Linked DNA regions of Canis lupus: region 2 is linked to region 1. Evidence: chromatin contacts called from public Hi-C data. All regions are on one chromosome and are shown on one strand. Each heading gives the region's core, a stretch centred on a gene start, on an enhancer-like site or on the middle of the called end of the contact. The rest is flanking DNA. Distances are from core to core; before and after follow the strand shown.

Region 1 (4,536 bases), core at 900-3,399:
TAACTTGTTTTCCATTCTTTTCTCACTCCGACCCTTAATACACTTGGGAGATAATCTCTCTAGAGAAGTTTTGAGGCTGTCATTTGCCACCGTAAAATCTTCAGTGCCGGGATCCCTACGTGGCTCAGCGTTTTGGCGCCTGCCTTTGGCCTGGGTTGTGATCCTGGAGACGCTGGATCGAGTTCCGCGTCAGGCTCCCTGTGTGGAGCCTCTTCTCCCTTTGCCTGTGTCTCTGCCTCTGTCTCTCATGAATAAATGAATAAAAAAAAAAAATTTTAAAAAACTTCGGCGGCTCCTCCAAAACGGATAGTGTAAAGGCCAAGCCTATCCTTTGACTAAAGACTATCAACCTAGTTCTCCAGACTCTGCTCCTCTTTAACAGCTTAAAGCCGAAATGGGCCACTTGCCATTTCCCTAATAAGTACCTCAGCTCATATCACATGCCCCTATTGCTTGCCTAGGTCTTTCCTCCATGGCACCGGTTCCTCAAGATTAAACCCAAACTGGGGGATCCCTGGGCGGCTCAGCGGTTCAGCGCCTGCCTTCCACCCAGGCGTGACCCCGGGGACCCGGGATCGAGTCCCGCGTCGGGCTGCCTGAGTGGAGCCTGCTTCTCCCTCTGCTTGTGTATCTGCCCCTCTCTGTGTGTCTCTCATGAATAAATAAATAAAATCTTAAAAAAAATAAAAATAAAACAGCCATCATCTGGGAACCTGGGTGGCTCAGGGTTGAGCATCTGCCTTCTGCTCAGGGCGTGATCCTGGAGTCCCGGCATTGAGTCCCACCTCCGGCTCCCTGCATGGAGCCTGCTTCTCCCTCTGCCTGTGTGTCTGCTTCTCTCTGGGTCTCTCAAGAATAAATAAAATCTTAAAAAAAAAAAAAAAAGATTAGACCCAAAGTGTTACTCCCTTAACACACCTTCATTCTTTCGGCACACCGGTAGTCCACAACTGGCCGTTCTTGGGGTGGTTGTGTGGGAACTCACCAACACCAAAACAGACCAGGGCAGGAAAGCCCAAGTCCAGTGAGATGAGCGCCTGAGGTAAGGGGCCCAGAACAAGGCTTCAGAGGTGAGACATTTACGCCAGGTTTTTTGTGTTTTGTTTTGTTTTGTTTTTAAGGACTTGGGAGCCTAAAAGACTACGAAGGACCTAAGGAGATAAAAAGAAATCGTGAGTTAAAGCTGAATGAGGGAACAGAAGGACCGCCTCATTCTATCCACTTCCCTACCGCCACAGACTATTCATTCAGGAACAGCACCTTCAGCGTAAAACCTGAAAGCGAATTCTGCGGGAGCGGCCTCGGCCAAGACCACCGTCGGTGGCGGCTCGGTGCCGGCGCAGACAGCAAGCGGGCTCCGGGCGCCCAGCGGCCCCGGCGCGGGCTCCGTGCGCTCCTCCTGCGCCAGGAGGGCTCCAGCCCGTCGCCAACACCTCCGGGCGGCAGCTCTGTCTGCGCGCCCACGCTCCTGGCTTCCAGACAGGCGCGACGGCGCCCGGGGGGGGACAAAAAAGAGACGCCCCTCAACAGTTTGCGCCAGTAATGAAAACTGGGTCGCGGCCTCCCACAAGCCGCCAACCTGCGCCCCCGAAAAGGCGACCCCACGAGACTGAGACTCCGCCTCCGCGGCCGCCCCGGCGCACGTGAAGTCCCCGTGCCGAGCCGCCGCGCTGAGGCGGGAGTGCGCGGACGCGAACCCAAGCCTGGGAAGGGAAGCGATTCCGGGGCGCACGCGCGTAGAGCGGAGGGAACCAACCGGGCGGGGCCGGCCCCCCGGAGGAGGCGCAGGGGAAAGGAGAGCGCGTGGCGCTCCGGAACCCGCGCACGCGCTGTAGTGTCCCCCCGCCTATGCGCGCGCGCGCGCGGCCGGCGCTGCATCTTTTCTTCAGGCCCGCCCCTCCCCGTCTTGTACTTCTGCAAGCCGAGGCGCTGAGCGAAAGCAGGGAAGTGTGGGGCGAGGTGGGCGGGGCGTCGCACGCGAGCGCGGCCTGCTGAAGAAGGGAGGGGGGAGGGAGCGATCCGAGACAACGTTACCCCTTCAACACCCAATGGAGAGCAGGCTTGGCCCCGCCCCCTCCCCTCCTGTCATTGGCTGGGAGGCCCCCAGAGGGGCGGGGTCGGCCGTGGGGTTGGGGAGGGCAGGGGGCGGGGAGGAGGAGGAAGGCGCTGGCGGGCAGTGATGGCGGCGGGTGATGGGGACGTGAAGCTAGGCACCCTGGGGAGTGGCAGCGAGAGCAGCAGCGACGGCAGCAGCGAGAGCCCCAGCGGCGTGGGAGCGGCAGCAGAAGGGGGCGGCTGGGCGGCAGCAGCGTTGGCGCTTCTGACGGGGGGCGGGGAGATGCTGCTGAACGTGGCGCTGGTGGCGCTGGTGCTGCTGGGGGCCTACCGGCTGTGGGTGCGCTGGGGGCGGCGGGGTCTGGGCACCGGGGCCGGCGCGGGCGAGGAGAGCCCCGCTGCCTCGCTGCCTCGCATGAAGAAGCGGGACTTCAGCTTGGAGCAGCTGCGACAGTACGACGGCTCCCGCACCCCGCGCATCCTGCTCGCGGTCAATGGGAAAGTCTTCGACGTGACCAAAGGCAGCAAGTTCTACGGCCCGGGTGAGGAGGAGTTGGAAGGGGAGGGGGAGGACCTCCTGCAGCTCCTGTGCGACCCCCCCACCCCCCGCGAGACGGGGAGGCCCCTGGGCTCCGGGTTAGTTTGCCCAGCCTTCCCGACGTCTGGACCCCTGCGGCTTGGCTCCTGCACCTGGGACGGCCCGCCCCACACACACCCCCAGCTCCGGGCGCCTGCAGGTCACCCCCCCGGCCCAAGTGCAGGTTTCAGTGTCGCCCCAGGAACCGGCTCTCAGCTCTCCTCTTTCTCCCATCCCGTTCCTCCACGAAGCTTTTTCTTCTGCTGATTTTTTTTTTTTTTTTTTCAGAATCTTCCCAGTTGTCGCCCGTCACGCTAGCCCACTACCTTTCTTGAGCTTTCTGATTCCTGGGATGGGTGGGGGCAGGAGGGACGGGAGATGCCTAATGTAGGGACCCAAAGTTTGTAGGCCAGGTAATTCACAGCTTTCCTTTCTTTACTCTGTTTTGTCACTGATCTCCCTTTTCTCTACTATTCCCCATAAGGCCACGTTTAGGTACACGTACTTCCAAGCCCCCACCGTTTAGCTTGTGAAGTCTGAGCATATAAGCAACACCTCAGACTTTTTTTTTCAAACCAGTTTTAGTATGGAGATGCTTTCCAAGATTAACACTGTATGTAGGATGAGGACAGACCAGAATGTAGATCTTAATAAAGACTGGCAAGGATAGTCTCCCTGAGTTTTGGAGGTGGAGCTCAAATACCCAGCAGGCGGGCCTGCCTGGTTTCTTTTTACTTTTTTTTTTTTTTTTTTTTGATAGTAGGAAGGCAAGTATTCAAATCCACGTTGATAATGACTTGTGTTTTCACTGAGCAGCAAAAACTTAAAAGAGCTACATAAATCCATACCCCAGTGCACCAGTTTTGCAAGTTAGAGATTTTTAGAACTTTGCTTTCCGAGAACCGTGTGTGCAGGGTAGTTGGGTTAGAAACCCTTCCTTTGCAATGTAGTTACAGCATACATTTCAGATTATGCTAATAAACTTCAGTTCAGACTCATGGAACCTGTTGGTATACGATAAAATTGAGCAACATTGTACATCCTGGTTATGTAGTAATTAATCCTAAACTTAAAGTGACTACAATAAAAAAATACATAATAAAATTAGGGACCTAGAGTGACCTGTTATTCTAAAGAATACATCCAAGCCTCAAATTCGAGGGGGTTGACAAGTCCCAAAAAGAAATTGGTTTCTTCTTGATGTAATCTGTTAGTCCATGAGATTCACTGGCACTTAGAAATACGAACTTCTGATTTCAGCGCTTGGTGGCTGGAATATATTTTGGAAGTGCTTTGGTTTGCTGTTAAATGGAATAGAGATAAATTGTAGATTTTTATGTGTTGGACTATTTAATTTTTAGTTGCTTGTATTTTTGTGTATAGATCCGCATTCACTTTAACCAAGTCTTAGATAATGCTTCTGGTTGTTTAAAATTGAAAAGCAGATGTCTACATACTTAATTCAGCCGAAAGGGTTAATACTTTTTGTTTACTTGAAAGTATATGGGACAAGAGAATAGGGCCAAACTACAGTAATTAAATGGACATACCTATTTAAATAGCTAATTTTTCTAAATCAAGGATTTGAACAGTATTTGGTACCTGAAGTTTCTTTCTCATTGATAATAAAATGTATATGCAGTAATTGGAAACTGTGTATAGGTTTAGATTTTCAATATTGAGCTTGCCCAACTAAAAGATTTGCTTTTGCAGCCCCTATCTACACTGACAGTGAAACAAACAAAGTATTAGTGCAAAGAAGCATATTAGTCCTTGCGCATTATGCCTTGCCACTATCTGCAAATAGCTAGGAAAGGCTGTCCTACTCACAGTTTAGCAGCCTCCAGTGGCGAATGTTATACAATAGAAATTAAAAATTAAGAGTCATAGATGTGATGTGGATA
Region 2 (4,318 bases), core at 1,569-4,068, 190 kb after region 1:
GGTTTCCTGCGTGGAGCCTAATTCTCCCTCTGCCTGTGTCTCTGCCTCTTTCTGTGTCTCTCATCAATAAATAAATATTAGGGGAAAAAAGTTAAAGGGATGCCTGGGTGGCTCAGCGGTTAAGCCTGCTTTTGGCCCAGGGGTATGATCCTGGAGACCCGGTGAGTGAAAGTGAGTACCGCACAGTAGGTAAGCACACAGCCTGGAACCAGACTGCCTGGCTTTGAGTCCCATTTAAAATGGTTTCTATCCCATACGGATGATTGTAAAGAATAAATGTAAAACGGAGCCTGCTTCTCCCTCTGCCTGTGTCTCTGCCTCTCTCTCTGTGTGTCTCTCATGAATAAATAAATAAAATCTTTAAAAAAAAAAGTGTGCTGGATACATAGCATGTTCTACGTGTTAGCTAGTAGTTAGTAATATTAATTAACTGTGCACATATTACATTTTATTTATTTATTTTTTTTAAGTAGGCTCCATGCCCAGCGTGGTGCCCAATGCTTGGTTCACACTGACGACTGTGCGATCAAGACCCGAGCTCAGATCAAGAATTGGACACCGGGCAGCCCGGGTGGCTCAGCGGTTTAGCACCTGCCTTCGGCCCAGGGCGTGATCCTGAGGACCCTGGATCTAGTCCTGCCTGGGGCTCCCTGCGCGGAGCCTGCTCCTCCCTCTGCCTGTGTCTCTGCCCCCCCCCCTCTCTCTGTGGGTCACTCATGAATAAATAAATAAAATCTTAAAAAAAACAAAGTTCAATGAACTTACTAAAACTTAATTTAGAAAATGAAACTAGGAGACAACTGCCTTTTGCGTTGTTTAGCACGTTCATTAAACTCAAACATTAAAACTACGACCGAGATGGAAGCACCCGGGGCCGCACCGCGCGGTCCTCTCCCCTAGGAGGGCGGGGACTGCCCTCTACCTAGCGCGCGACCCGCCTCCCGCGTCCACTATCCTCGGTCCGACCTATTTTCCGCCACAATCATGATTCCGAGCATTTTGTCAGCAGCATTACTATGAACGATCTCTTGTTTCAAAAACGGAGGGTTTCAGCTTACCAGTGATTTCACCACCACCACCACCACCACCACAAAAAAAATCACAATCTCACTTCCACTTCTCAATCCCCTTGCTCCGACTCGCTTCGCCCACCCCCCCACCCCACCCCACCCCCACCCCCTTTTTTTTCCTACAAGTCCACGAAAACTTTCCCATAGGACCAACTGCACCATCTACCTGAAGTCGGCTCTCCCGGGTCACTATGCCGCTGGGGGGAGGGGAGGCGGGGAGGCAGGGGGAGGCGGGGGGAGCAGACCTCGAGGGAGGCCGCGCCAGCCCCGCGCCGCGGCTGCGAACCTCCCGCAGTGCCCCCACCCGTCAAGGAGAACCCGAGGTCCCACCTCTTCCTGCCGCTCCCTTCCCAGATGTCCATTTATGTAAATAGGCAGCGTGAATGACACCTTGGAACAGAACACCTCCGAGTGACAGGGAGAGGCGGCCCGCCCCTCCCCCAGCCCCACGACCGCCTCTGCAGCCGCGAGAAATCCCCCCTGCACACACCCTCCCAGCGCCCGCCGCCCAAAACCACAGACCTGCCTCCAGGGTTTCCAGGGGGCACGGCGGCGGCCCCGTCCCGGCAGGGGACAGGTGCTGGGGAGGCTTTTTGGTCCAGGGGTTCTCTTTAGGCGGCGGCGGCGGCGGCGGCGGCGGCGGCTGCAGCTTTTCCTCCCGGCCGGCCGCCGCCTCCTCCTCCAGGGCGTCCTCCGCCCGCGGGGCCCTCGGGAAGGGTGGCGGGGCTCCCCCGCCCGAGGGGCCCCCGGCGCCGCGCGCCTTGCGCGCCAGGTGCAAAGCCAGGGGTCGCACGGGCACGGCCGCCTGCGGCACGCTGCGCCCCAGCACCAGCGCCGGCGACGGCTCTCCCCGCGCCCCCGCGCTGATGGCTGTCGCGGCCTCCTCGCCCTCGCGTCCGGGCGCCGTTACCAACAGCGACTCCTTCTCGGCGGCCACCGCGGGGGGCTCCTCCCGGGGCCGAGCGGCGGGCACCGCCGACATGGTCCCCTGGCCCCAGCCGCCCCAGCCAGGGGGGGCCCGCGGCCAGGGAGCCCGACTGCCCGTCTCTCCGCCGGGGAAGCGACCGGCTCCGGCCTGGGGCACAGAACCCAAAAGCCCGGCCGCCGCCGCCGCCGCCGCCGCCGCCGCCACCGCCGTGCAGCGCCCGGCGCGCCGCCCCTCCCCGCGTGGAACGGAGCGCTAACCGCCCGCCGCCCAGCCCGCCTCGCAGGCTCACGCTCCGAGCCAGACAGCAAGCGCCGGGCGCCGCAGCCGGGAGCCGCGAGCCCTCACCTGGCGCAGGCAGCGGCGCAGGCGAGGCGAGGCGAGGCGAGGCAGGCGAGGCAGGCGAGGCAGGCGAGGCAGGCGAGCAGGGGCCGGGAGACCTCTAGCGGAGCGCAGCGGGCGCGTGCCCGCACAGCCGGTAACTGCTCCCGGGGGTGGAGGCGGGGGGCGGGGAAGGGGCGGGCCCGGTGGGCGGGGCGAGGCCGTGGGGGCGGGGCGGGGCGGGGCGGGGCGGGGCCTCCCGGGCGGCGTGACGTGGCCGCTCCCCGGCTCCCGCCGTCGCCAGGCCGCCGCCCGCGCTGCCTGACTGACGAGCCCGCCCGGGTGCCGCCCGGCCTGAGGGCGCGGCCCGCCGAGGGTGGGGAGGGAGGGCGAGCTGGCCGAGTCGGCCGCTCGCGGGCCCCCGCCGCCGGGACTGCGGGAGCAGGGGCGGGGCGCGCACCGGGCCTCTGTGACTCGCGGCGCGCGGGCCGGGGCGGCCTACGCACGTGGCCCGGGCGGCGCGGGGCAGGTGGACCCCGGGTCGCGGCGGCCTCTGCCCGCGACCCAGGCCGGGCCCCTGACCGCGCCGTTCCGTCCTTCTGTCGCCCGGTGAAAAAGTCCCCCCACCCCGAGATTTGGGAGGGTGGGCACCGCGATCACCGGTGATCCCGAGCCACGTCCAGGATGGAAGTTGTGTAATCTGCAGGTAACTGTTTGTGAGACCTTTGCCCGGGCGATCGGCTTAGTGCACTTCCCGCCCTCATTTCCACCCTCGAACCGAGAGGTTTTTTTAAAGTGTTCCTGAGCAACACAGCTGGTTAATATTTCGCCGACTTTGTGTTGCTGTTGTTGTTGTGACCCGCCCCCTTAATTTGTAGAGATAACACTTGTTTACAAATTAACCATGTTTCCTAATTTTTTTTTTCTTTTTCCTGGAATGGATATACGTTTAACAGGTAGAACCTGGGCAGCTCCCGGTGGCCCAGCGGTTTAGCGCCGCCTCTGGCCCAGGGCGTGACCCTGGAGACCCGGGGTCGAGGCCTGCGTCGGGCTTCCTGTGTGGAGCCTGCTTCTCCCTCAGCCTGTGCCTCTCAGTCTCTCATGAATAAATAAATTAAATCTTTTAAAAAATTGTTTAAATAAATAAAAGGTACAACTATGTTCTGATGAACTCCACTAAGAGCTTTCTACCTGGCACTGAAATTGAGTGAGTGAACATTGGTTTCATAGGCACGGATTTGTGACTTAGTAAATGTTGATGTCGCTGTGCAAGGTCTCAGAAAAGAGGTTTGACCCCGTGAAAATTTTTTCACCAAAGGGACACCCCCCCACCCCACCCCCGCCACAAAAAAAAAAAAAATCTGTATGCGTTTGTATGCACCTGGCCAGGGGTCCCTTCTGGCTTCCTCTAGAGCTGCCTAACGAGGCAGTAAGCTTGTACAGGACTCTTGTCTCAGGGGTCTCTCTCTTCAAACTCGAGATGGTTTTCATTTACTCAAAAGTTGTACTAGGCATTTTTTTTTTTTTTACCGTGTTCCCACTTGGGGATAAGTATTTCCTTTTTTTTTTTTAAAGATTTTATTTATTCATGAGAGATACAGAGAGAGAGAAGCAGAGACACAGGCAGAGGGAGAAGCAGGCTCCATGCAGGGAGCCCAGCACAGGACTTGATCCCAAGACTCCAGGATCATGCCCTGAGCGGAAAGCAGACGCCAAACCACTGAGCCACCCAGGGATCCCTAGGTCCCTAGGGATATATATATTTTTTTAATTTCCCTAAGGTTAGCAACCTATTCATACATTACAACAATTATAATAAGGCCTTTCTTGTTTTCCCGTATCACTGGTTTCCAATTTATCTGACCCTAAGCAACCTTCAGAACCCAGGACCAGTTAAAGAAGCCCTGTCCTTACCTTTACTCCCAAGGAGGCATCATCTTTACTAGCTCCGTTATTGGTAAAGCTTTGTTTTGTTAACTATAAACTCGCTGCCCTTCAGGTT

Evidence for each region. Hi-C and Micro-C count contacts between places; a contact is called where the count stands out from the background.
Region 2: a Hi-C map of blood shows a contact between it and region 1, with 4 times the contacts expected there. The contact joins the promoter of MFSD8 here to the promoter of PGRMC2 in region 1. A contact is called at or near these places in 2 of 9 Hi-C or Micro-C datasets (both in blood).

The regions. Positions count from the first base shown.
Region 1 is chr19:13,524,014-13,528,549 of UU_Cfam_GSD_1.0, forward strand. It overlaps PGRMC2 (membrane-associated progesterone receptor component 2), which reads left to right and starts at 2,150. Exons shown (of 3, transcript XM_038564665.1): 1 at 2,150-2,597. The coding sequence starts at 2,180. It overlaps LOC102151797 (importin subunit alpha-8-like), which reads right to left and starts at 1,639. Exons shown (of 5, transcript XR_005373926.1): 1 at 1,261-1,639; 2 at 919-1,151.
Region 2 is chr19:13,713,350-13,717,667 of UU_Cfam_GSD_1.0, forward strand. It overlaps MFSD8 (major facilitator superfamily domain-containing protein 8), which reads left to right and starts at 2,819. Exons shown (of 12, transcript XM_038564682.1): 1 at 2,819-3,022. LARP1B (la-related protein 1B) reads right to left here and starts at 1,766. Exons shown (of 18, transcript XM_038564672.1): 1 at 1,593-1,766.